Regions from separate parts of the Zea mays genome. Here region 2 is linked to region 1. The links are chromatin contacts, called in public Hi-C maps. All regions are on one chromosome and are shown on one strand. The core of a region is the stretch at or near the end of the contact, and the rest is flanking DNA. Distances in the headings are between cores, read along the strand shown.

The links. Hi-C and Micro-C count contacts between places; a contact is called where the count stands out from the background.
Region 2: a contact with region 1 is called in a Hi-C map of leaf, with 10 times the contacts expected there. The contact joins the promoter of LOC100274698 here to the promoter of LOC103625902 in region 1. A contact is called at or near these places in 5 of 25 Hi-C or Micro-C datasets (ear, leaf and tassel) and 1 of 3 datasets of contacts at active chromatin or transcription factors (leaf).

Annotation. Positions count from the first base shown.
Region 1 is chr5:8,684,363-8,688,734 of Zm-B73-REFERENCE-NAM-5.0, forward strand. LOC103625902 (E3 ubiquitin-protein ligase HOS1) reads left to right here and starts at 3,069. Exons shown (of 10, transcript XM_008646299.4): 1 at 3,069-3,290; 2 at 4,219-4,372. The coding sequence starts at 3,288.
Region 2 is chr5:8,782,482-8,787,502 of Zm-B73-REFERENCE-NAM-5.0, forward strand. It overlaps LOC100274698, which reads right to left and starts at 2,322. Exons shown (of 6, transcript NM_001349894.1): 1 at 1,702-2,322; 2 at 923-1,230; 3 at 348-812; 4 at 18-153. The coding sequence starts at 2,077.

The DNA.
Region 1 (4,372 bases), core at 1,819-4,318:
AGTAAATACCAAACCATAAGTAAAGTAATAGAACAAAATTAGTAACAAACCCATGCAATGCAAATGACAAAATTGAATTTAAGTTCCATAATTTAAACATCAGAGAGTCCTGAGCTGCTCATGACCGTGAGCTCGGCTAGTATACCAGTTTTACACTCTGCAGAGGTTGTACCCTTTACCCACAAGTCATGTTACCCATCTGCCAAGGGGTCATGAATCCCATACACCTCTACCTAGGAAGCGCGGCAGGGCAACACTACGAGGCCTTTACAAAGTTCCACTAGCTTCCGAAAACCCGCTACAGTTTATGGGAAGATCCAGTACAGGGTTCCTGGCTGACCGCCATCGCAGCAAAATCAACCAGGGACCTCCCCGCACTGACCTCTCCCCTACTGCCCTTGCCCCTTTCGGGTAAGGTAGTCTTCCACTAGCTTTCCTAGTTAATCAGCCAAGGGCGTCCCATTAAACCCTTGTGGTGGCACGTGGTTCTCAAGTTAAGCTCTATGTTCCAATTAACATTAATGATAACAACATGAACATAAACAGAATAACAACAAGAATTGGAACATAGAGGTGATAAATGATTATCCCAAAACCATATAAAGCAATAGCAAACTACCCAAGTGATTCAGGGGTAAACAAGGTAATGAGATAAACAATCTAGGGTGACCTATTGGGTCCCATCAAAATTAACCTATGCATGGATAAGTGATATTAAAGAACATTATTGGGTAAAAAGTGGTCAAGGGCACAACTTGCCTTCAATGAGCTCCTGCTCAGCTACAACCTGCTGCTCACCAGGGTCCTCGGTCACGGGCTCTTCTACTCGCCACAATACAAACAAGCACATTGCATATAGAGAAATTAACATCACACCAAACATGTGAACAAAATACACAGAATTAATATACACATTAAAATAAAATCCTAGGAACAGGAATCATAATTTTTGGAGTTATAGAATTTTAGTTATGAATTTTCAAAGGTTTTATGTGTTTTAAACAGGATTAAGTGATAAATAAATTCCCTACTGATTTCATGACATAACAGAGGCTCTAGGTGATAGAGAATAAAATTATAAAATTTTAGGAACTGGAATGGAGTGATTTGGAGTTAGCATGAATTTTCTATGAATTATTGAAGTTCTAGCAATTATTTTCATATTAAAAACCCATTTTCTATTTCATTTACTCAAATTAAATGATCTCAGGACCGGGCCTCAAATCATGTGAAACGCAGGGGGCTCGGTGAAACGTTCTGCAGACACAGAGAACAGCCCAGTATGGACCGTGGGTTCATTATCTGATTACCAGGGGGCTCTTACGCAAAAAGGCCGGGCCGAAGGGGTACCTTTTAATCCTGGCCGCCCGATTCGAAGCGAACGTACTAGATTAGGTCATGGCATCCGCGAATCGGTACGCGCACGGGACCACACGATCCGGATCCGACGGTCCAAAATCTAAATAACCGAGATCGCTTCGCACCCATCAGATTATGGATCTACGGCTCACGTCCCCACCCTGACTCGGTATGGCTCGGCCTAATCCTAGCCATCCAACAAAGATCAAACGGTCACCAGCCTTCTCCCTCACCCAGCACAGGTTACGGCGGCGCTCGCCCCCCTTCTTGCGGCAGAGCTCGCCGGAGCGCAGGCGTCACGAGGCCCAGGCGCATTGAATCAAGTCTGGCTAGGTGCTACGCGTAAAGGGTCTGAGGGCGAACTTGCCGGTGCCACAAATCCCACGAATCCGCCATGGTCAGAGCTTGCCCACGACAGCGCACTAACCACGGCGAAGCGCCATGACCGGAGTAGCTCAATCCGCCCCCACGATGCGCCGATTGCTAAATTAGTTGGCACAAAATGAAATTGGGATGGTGGCGGGCCCAGGGCGGAGGAATCTTACCAGGGTGATGCCACGCCAGACCCTGTCCACGGCGCGGCGGAGATGGTGTCCGTCGATGAGCAATTCCGGGGTCTCCGAGTACCCCCGAAGCTCGGTTCGGCAATGAAGACGCGCGCCCGGGTCCAAGGCTCCCGCCCACCCCGCGAATTCGCCCAACGGCCGACGGCAGGCGCGGAGGAGTCCTGACGGCGACGGTGCTCTTCCTTTCTCCCTCCTCGCGGCTGCGGGCGAAGCAAACCTAGCGCGCAACCACCCTTGAGGTTCCGAGCTGGGGAGGGTCTCGGTCCGCTTATGAAGAATCGGCGACGTGGAGTTAGGGAGATGCGGAGTTAGCGCGCGGCGCAACAGCCCACACCTATTTCCCCGGCGACGGACTCGGTCTCGTTTGCGTCGCGGCGGGTGGAGAAGAACTCGCTGACAAGGAGGCCCAGCCGGTCAGCGACTCGGTCCACCCAACGGTGAGCGCCGCCAACCCTGGCCCACCTGCCAGTGAGCGCAAGGGCGCGCGCGTGCGGGAGCCCGGCCAGATGGGCCGCGCGGTATGGAATTAGAAGTGGGCCGAAAACAGGTTTGTTGGCCCAGGTAAGCTCTTTTCCCTTTTCTATTTATTCTTTTCTTGTTTTCTTTTGTTCTTAACTATTTTGAATTCAAATTTGAATTTTTGAATACAAATTTCGACATTGTGTCAAGTGTACAAATTCAAGCTTTGAGTGGATGACCAATATATTTTTATTCACTTATTTTTATCCCCAAAATTCTTATTTTCTTCTCTTTTTCTAGATTCTACAATTTCTTTTAGGATTTAATTTTCCCTTTTTGGTCTTTAATATTTTCTTGTTGCAAAATGCACACCACAAATAAAATATTCAGCATGATGCAAGGATTTAGTAGCATATCTTTTTATTAATTGTTCTTGGACATGGTGTTCACAGGTGATGATGCACACAGGTTAAACCCACATAAGGAGAAATCGTTTTCTCTATTGGTATTCTTTCTAGCAGATTACAAAGTGGGTGTTACAAGTGATTTCCATTTTTCAAAAGAATTTAGTTTATTTTTTCTTGAAAAATAGGAATTTCTTTGGAAAATGAATTTCTCAAACTAGCCTAAAAAACTAGAAGGAAAAAATAATTAAAATCTGCAAAAAATGTCTGAACAATTAACGGCCCATGTCCAGCAGAAGGCCCGTGCAGTTGCGGCGTTGCTGTACCCCTTGGACCGGCCAGCCCCACACTGGGTTATTCGTTCCCCGCGCGTGCTCTCCCAGTCTCCCTCCCTCCCTTTCTCTAAGCGCGACGACCGGCGCCGCCACCGCCACCGCCTTACGCCAGATACCCAGGTCCGTCTTAGTCGGCACCTTCTCCAGCAACAAGCACCCAACAAATGGTATGCCCGCCTCTTTTCTTCCCTTCCTGCTGCGCGAAACCGAGCAGCACCCAAAGCGTAACCTAAGCTATTTGGCCCGCCCCTTCGATTCACTTTCTGCTGCTCGGTTTAAACCTAACCTAAGCTAGTTGATTATTTGTAATGGGACCTGAACTACTTGGAAGCGTATACATGAATTATACCTACTAACTTTGATTCTTTTTGCCTAAAAAAACTCATGAGCTGCTTGCTAGCTGCAGGAAGTCTGGGTTTTATTTCGGCACATTTCAGGGCATTTAATTGGTTGTAGCAATTTGGTTCAGATAAAAATATTCTATTCTTGCTACAAAACGAGTAAACGTTAATTTAACCCGTGAAACTCCGATAGCCAGGGTAGAATTGCTCTAGGGCACCCTGGATTTTAAGATACTATTCATTCCCTCATTAAACTTTTGAGTAAATAATTTATATAGGAATTGATTTTTTGAATGCAGCAAGTTCTTTTGTTCCTGCATTTCATTCTCTTTTGGGAGGACGGAACCTTGTTTGAAGGGGCTAGTTTATGTTCTGGAGGCAAGGCACCTACCCCATATGTTCTTTATTCTGCAGTCCAACAGAAATACGCACATAAGAGCCCATACTTGAAAGTAGAGGACTAGAGGTGTATGAGATTCAAATCATGACAAACCTTTGTTTGTGTGTGCGCGGCTGCGTGCACAACTCGTCTGTGAGCTTAAGTAACTGTAGCATTTTTTCTTCTTCTTTTGTACCCCCCATTTAGCAGTTTCCATGGCGTCAATTATAGTTTAGCGGCTACGAAATACAAGTATTTTTTTGGTATTTGAGTGAGCCCCATGTGGCCTCAAATCAAGTGATAAAATGTTGTCTATATGGAGTAAATTTTTGATATTAGTTGCTGAAAAGACTATTTCTGTTGGGCCGTTGGCAGAATGCTTTGGAGCAGTTGGCATCCATTGATCTCATTGAGCTATGCAAGGAGGCCAGAATTGAGCGCTGCCGTGCAACTAGAGACTTGAGTAGCTGTGGCCGCTATGTGCATCATGTGCTTAACTCATGTGGCCATGCCTCATTATGTGCTGAAT
Region 2 (5,021 bases), core at 1,072-3,571, 97 kb after region 1:
GGAGGGACATCACCAACCTTTAGTGAAGTTGAATGAATTGAATAGAGGCAGATATGAGCACATAACATTGTCGGTTTGGTTGTGGAATGTCCTCAGTATTTCTTCGTAAGGGTACCCTGGACTTAGGAAGAGTCGCAACCTGCTGAGAAGAACCTGGGATGAAGTAGGGACTGTGTTAGTGATGATCAATATTCATAAGGAAGCTGCATTATTACACTGATAAGCCTTTTCTGATTTTCCTGTTTCTGACATGTACGAAGGATCATGTTTTCTTTTCCTTTACATTAAGACCACGCTGAATACTTTTATCAGACTCAACATTGGATTGGAGTATGAAATGTGCTAACCTGAGCTCCTGGAAGTTTGTCATCCCAGGTAAATACTCCATAGTTTGGACTTCCAAACCAGTAGGCTCCAGCATGCTTCGCCATTCCTGGGGCTGTGGCGACCGTGAGGTATGAATTGTTCCCTGTGGCAAAGTACATCCACGCACCACCCCACACAAACTCATCCCAGTAGCTGGTGGAATTGTAGAAGATTGCCTGGTCAGACCCATTGGGGCTGTATCGCCCGCGCTGCAGCCTTCCGAACTTGTACAGGGCTTTTGCGCCTTTGACGAGCTTGTCGGAGTAGGTTTTGCTGTCCTTGAACACTATGGAAGCTGCAGCCAGGGCAGCAGCCATTTCAGACGCTAGATCTGAGCAAGAGTGACACTCGGTGACTGGCCTTTTGTAGTCGATGTCCTCTGGTCTCATCCAGCAGTAATGGTCATTAGGCTGACTGCTGCCTTTAGAGGTGTCACCTACACCCACCTGCAATAACGAGAAGTTCATGTTGTAGTCAGTGGTTTGGTGGATCTGATGACCAATTTCTTGGGACAGAGCAAATCAGCCATCAAGCAAGATGATCTATGGCTACCAACCTGAGCGACAATCCTGTCTATCGTGTCAGCAGATGAATTGAAGGTTTTGAGGATGTAGTCTGTTCCCCACTTGATCAGCTCCTTGATATGGTCGAGCTCACCGATGGCCTCATACTTCGCCCTGTACTCGATCACACTCCAGCTGAGCATGGTCATGGACCAGGCCATGGGGTAGTTGAACTTGATGGCGTCCCCCGCATCGTAGAAGCCTCCGACCAAGCTCCGGCGGACGGTGCTGTCGGAGAGGCCATCCTTCATGCAGGAATTGCCCCTCCAGCTGACGCCGTTGTGCTTCGGCAGCGGACCGGCTGACGTTCCAGAAGACAGACAACATCGTGAGTGAGCAGGCGAAAACATAGTTTCTGTCGGTGCACTCATTCTCTTCGTCAATTTTAATTGAGTTTTACGAATCTATAGTCTCTGGACTCGTTTTTCAGGTCAGAGTGGGATTTGTTGGTGAATCTGGTGATTTCTTTTGTTCCCCACGTGGACTCTGTTCGTGTTAAATATATGACGGGAGTATACGTCTGCCGGGAAGAAAAAAAAGGTCAGATCTTGAGCGCCCAAGGCACGCTAAATGTAGAAACGTCGAATGAAATATGCGGTAGACACCAACTCAAGCAACAAGAACAGGCAAGAAATGGCATGGCGAACATCTGTAGCAGCCGGAACGATTGTGCATGGGTAGGCAAAACCGGGTGTGACGGCGGAATTCAGCGAGAGGTGGAAAAGAGCAGCGGCGGCGGCGGCGGAACAGAGAGAGAGAGAGACGGACTCACATCGCTGCGCGTTGAAGAACATGAGCGCCTTGTGCAGCGCCTGCGTGTACTGGTCGGGCGGCGGCGGCGGCGGGCGCTTGTGCGGGACGAGCTTGACGATCATCATGATGAAGCCGATGAAGACGCCGAGGCCGAGGATGGTGCCGACGGTCCACATGAAGATCTTGCGGTCGACGACGACGCAGCCCAGGTCGACGTACCTCTTCTTCTTCTTGCCCGCCTGGTCGCCGGGCCCGGCCAGGAGCCAGCTCTGCTGCGTCTCGTCCAGCTGCCGCATCAGCGCCGCCCGGTCCAGGTCCCGGCTCCGGTCGTCATCTGTCGCCGAGTCGGCGTTGGAGATCTCCAGAGGCCCGCCCCAGGGGTCCCGCCCGAACATCCTGCCGGCGGCTCTCCTGACCCCCTGCGCCTGGTGCCGCTCCCTCGCCGCCGCGGCCTCTCCTCCGCCCCCTGGCACCGGCGGCGGCAATGCTAGTTCTTGGCGGGTGGGAGGGGACGGGTGCACGACACGAGTGAGCTGCGGCCTTGGGGAGGGACAGGCGGGCGGGTGGGCGAGGCGAGGCGAGGCGAGGCGAGTGAGTTTATGGGAGATTGCAGGACAGCAGTGCGGCACGGCACTGCGTGGTGTGGTGTGGGACTGTGGGGGGGTGGTCCGGGTGGAGGTGTGTAGGTGTAGCGCCGCGCTCTGCTTTGTTGTGGCGTGCGATGGGGTGAAGGGGAGGGATCAGGTTGTTGGGGCGTTGCTTTCGTCCGCCCGCTCGCACACCCACTCGTCTCGCCTGTAGTGTAGTCCTGTGTCGTCGCCGCTGGCGCTGCGCTATCGCCTATCGACCGACGGGCGGGTGAGTGCGCCGCGCCGTGTGGGGTCTGAGCCTGTGCGCGTCACGGTTGGGTTGCCCACTTGGGGGCACTGATTTGTACGGCACAAGATTTGAAGCTGACCAACTTAATTGTTTGTCTATAATTTGAACCGCCTCCTACTACTTTTAGAATTAGTTTGGGAGTCTAAAATAGAAGAAAGTTAGAAAGATAAAATCTCATTCTTATTCTAATTTAAATAAGAATGGAAATTTAGTCCCTAAAATCTCATTTGGTTTTTGGACTATCAAACTAGCCCTTACAGTGTTTTGTCTATAGATTACAACTGCAGAAATATAAATAAGTGACTTTAATCTAAAGTGAACAACTGTGCATCCACGGTATGTAAGACTCCTCGGGATAGTTTGGGAACTCACATAAATCTATGAGCCAAGTCCTTAGAGTGTCGTGTACCCTAGATCAAGACTCCTCGAGCTAGTTTGGGAACTCAAATTCCCTTTAAGATTGGAGAGGGATTAGAAAAAATTAGTTTATTATTGCCGCATTCCTCTTTAATTCTAAAGAGGATTTGAATTTCCAAACTATCTTTTAGCGATATAGTTATCCCTTTAGGACGTCTTGTTATCAAGTTTTGTTATATGCCAAACCCTCTTGCTTATCCGGAACCATAAAGGCTCGTAGGGGGCATAGGGCCGTGGTGGTCCTCACACTATGGACTCCTTACGTTTTAGCGGCTGGCTAGGGTACGACAAACTGTCTCCAGCAATATCCTCTATATATACCTTTACATCCGTCTTTTATAGTGTTTTCTAAAAAAATTTATCCCTTATATCTACTTCCTCTCTAACAACGTCCTCTATATGTAAATACTTATATTAAAGACATTTTTTATTTTTTTAATTTTTGTACATACGTATTTGTCACTCTCAAATGTATTTTACATATTTTAGTTTTATTAAACCAGTTGTTTAAAGTATTCAAATAGATAGAGAACCATTTAGAGAAACTTTATATATAGAGGATCCAGCAGCGGCCTCTAAATTTAAAGAACCGTTTAAAGGACATTGCTGGAGGGAGTAGAGAACGTCCTCATCTTCTAAATTTAGGGTACAGGACCCTTTAGAGCTCCTTGTTGGACACACGGCCACACTCGCCGAGCGCATGTTTGTTGTTCAGGTCTCGCACGCTGCCTGTACTGTTTGGAAACGCGCTATAGCTGCAAAGCAATTCACAGCGTGCAAGAGAAACCGCAGTCCTCTGGCCGAGGGGTTTCATTGTTTGTACTACGCGCCTCGTGAAAGGTGTACCGTGTACAACGATAGATTGGGGCCAATAATGCACGAAATTAAGCGACGGCATTTACCTGTTGCCATCTGTTTTTCTTTTTTTTTTTTGGGGTTCCTTTTTGCTTTGCAAAGCAACAACAGTTACTCAAAGGCTCGAGCGCGTACGACGCGGTTAGCGGCACTACTGGTACTCTACCACTAACCACCTTACGAAACCATTTTATTTATTGATTAGCCCTTTTTTGTGGTTGCATGTTCGGTTAGTTTTAAATCGTACCGTCTTTTACTATTTCTACATTGTTTTTTTTTTGTCTTTATAGATCCACATGCAGCAGTCCAACATAAATGACGTTACTCCGAAGCGACTTGTTTATCAAGATCTGCTGCGTTGCGTTATGGGTGAGGCAGACAAGACACCAGTCGGCACACGAAGATCTAGTGAAGACGCCTTTTCTTCTTCTTCTTCTTCTTCTTTCTTTTAATAACCAACGCCCACCGTTTCTTGATTTCACCCCCGGCACATTATCTGCTTAGATACATGTATACAGTATTAAACTAAAACGAGATTCCTATCTATAAGCTGCCCAGCTAAGGCTACGAGAGCCAACTTTGACAAATATCTAGTGGCTCTTTTAAGATGCGTAGCTAGAGCGTAGTCACATACTTTATGGCCTTTTATTTAACCAGGAGAAATGTGCTCGGCTGCTCGCCATGGTCATGGTCATGGATATAGCACTGCTAGTAGTAGTAGTAGTGTGAGAGAAGTCACTTTGTCCTGTGAAAAAGGTTTTGCTGCGGTGACAGGCGACGAGATGCCGATGCGTGCAGTGCACTGCCTCGTGGCTGTTAGCTCCTTCCGTTATTTTTTATTTATCATAGTAAGTTTAGTTTAAATAAAATAAACTAGTGAGGTAGTACTTCATTATTTGGCTGGCGTGGACGAGAGCCTGCGCACCTTAATTGATTGGTCCGCTGTCAGTCGTCACAAAGATGGGGGTTACGTTAACTAACGCGCCTCCGTCTCTGGGTGGACGGCCAGCGACACCAAGCAGCTGCGGCGGCAAACCAAAAAAAAAACAAAAGGGTTGTCATGCCTAGTGCTGTGGCGCGGGAGGATAATAGTAGTAGACAACGAGATCTGGGCGAGCTGTCGGTGGACTGCTGTCGGTGGCGGGATTCCGTGGCGGGCCCGCCTGCATTTGCGTGCGGGTCCAGACG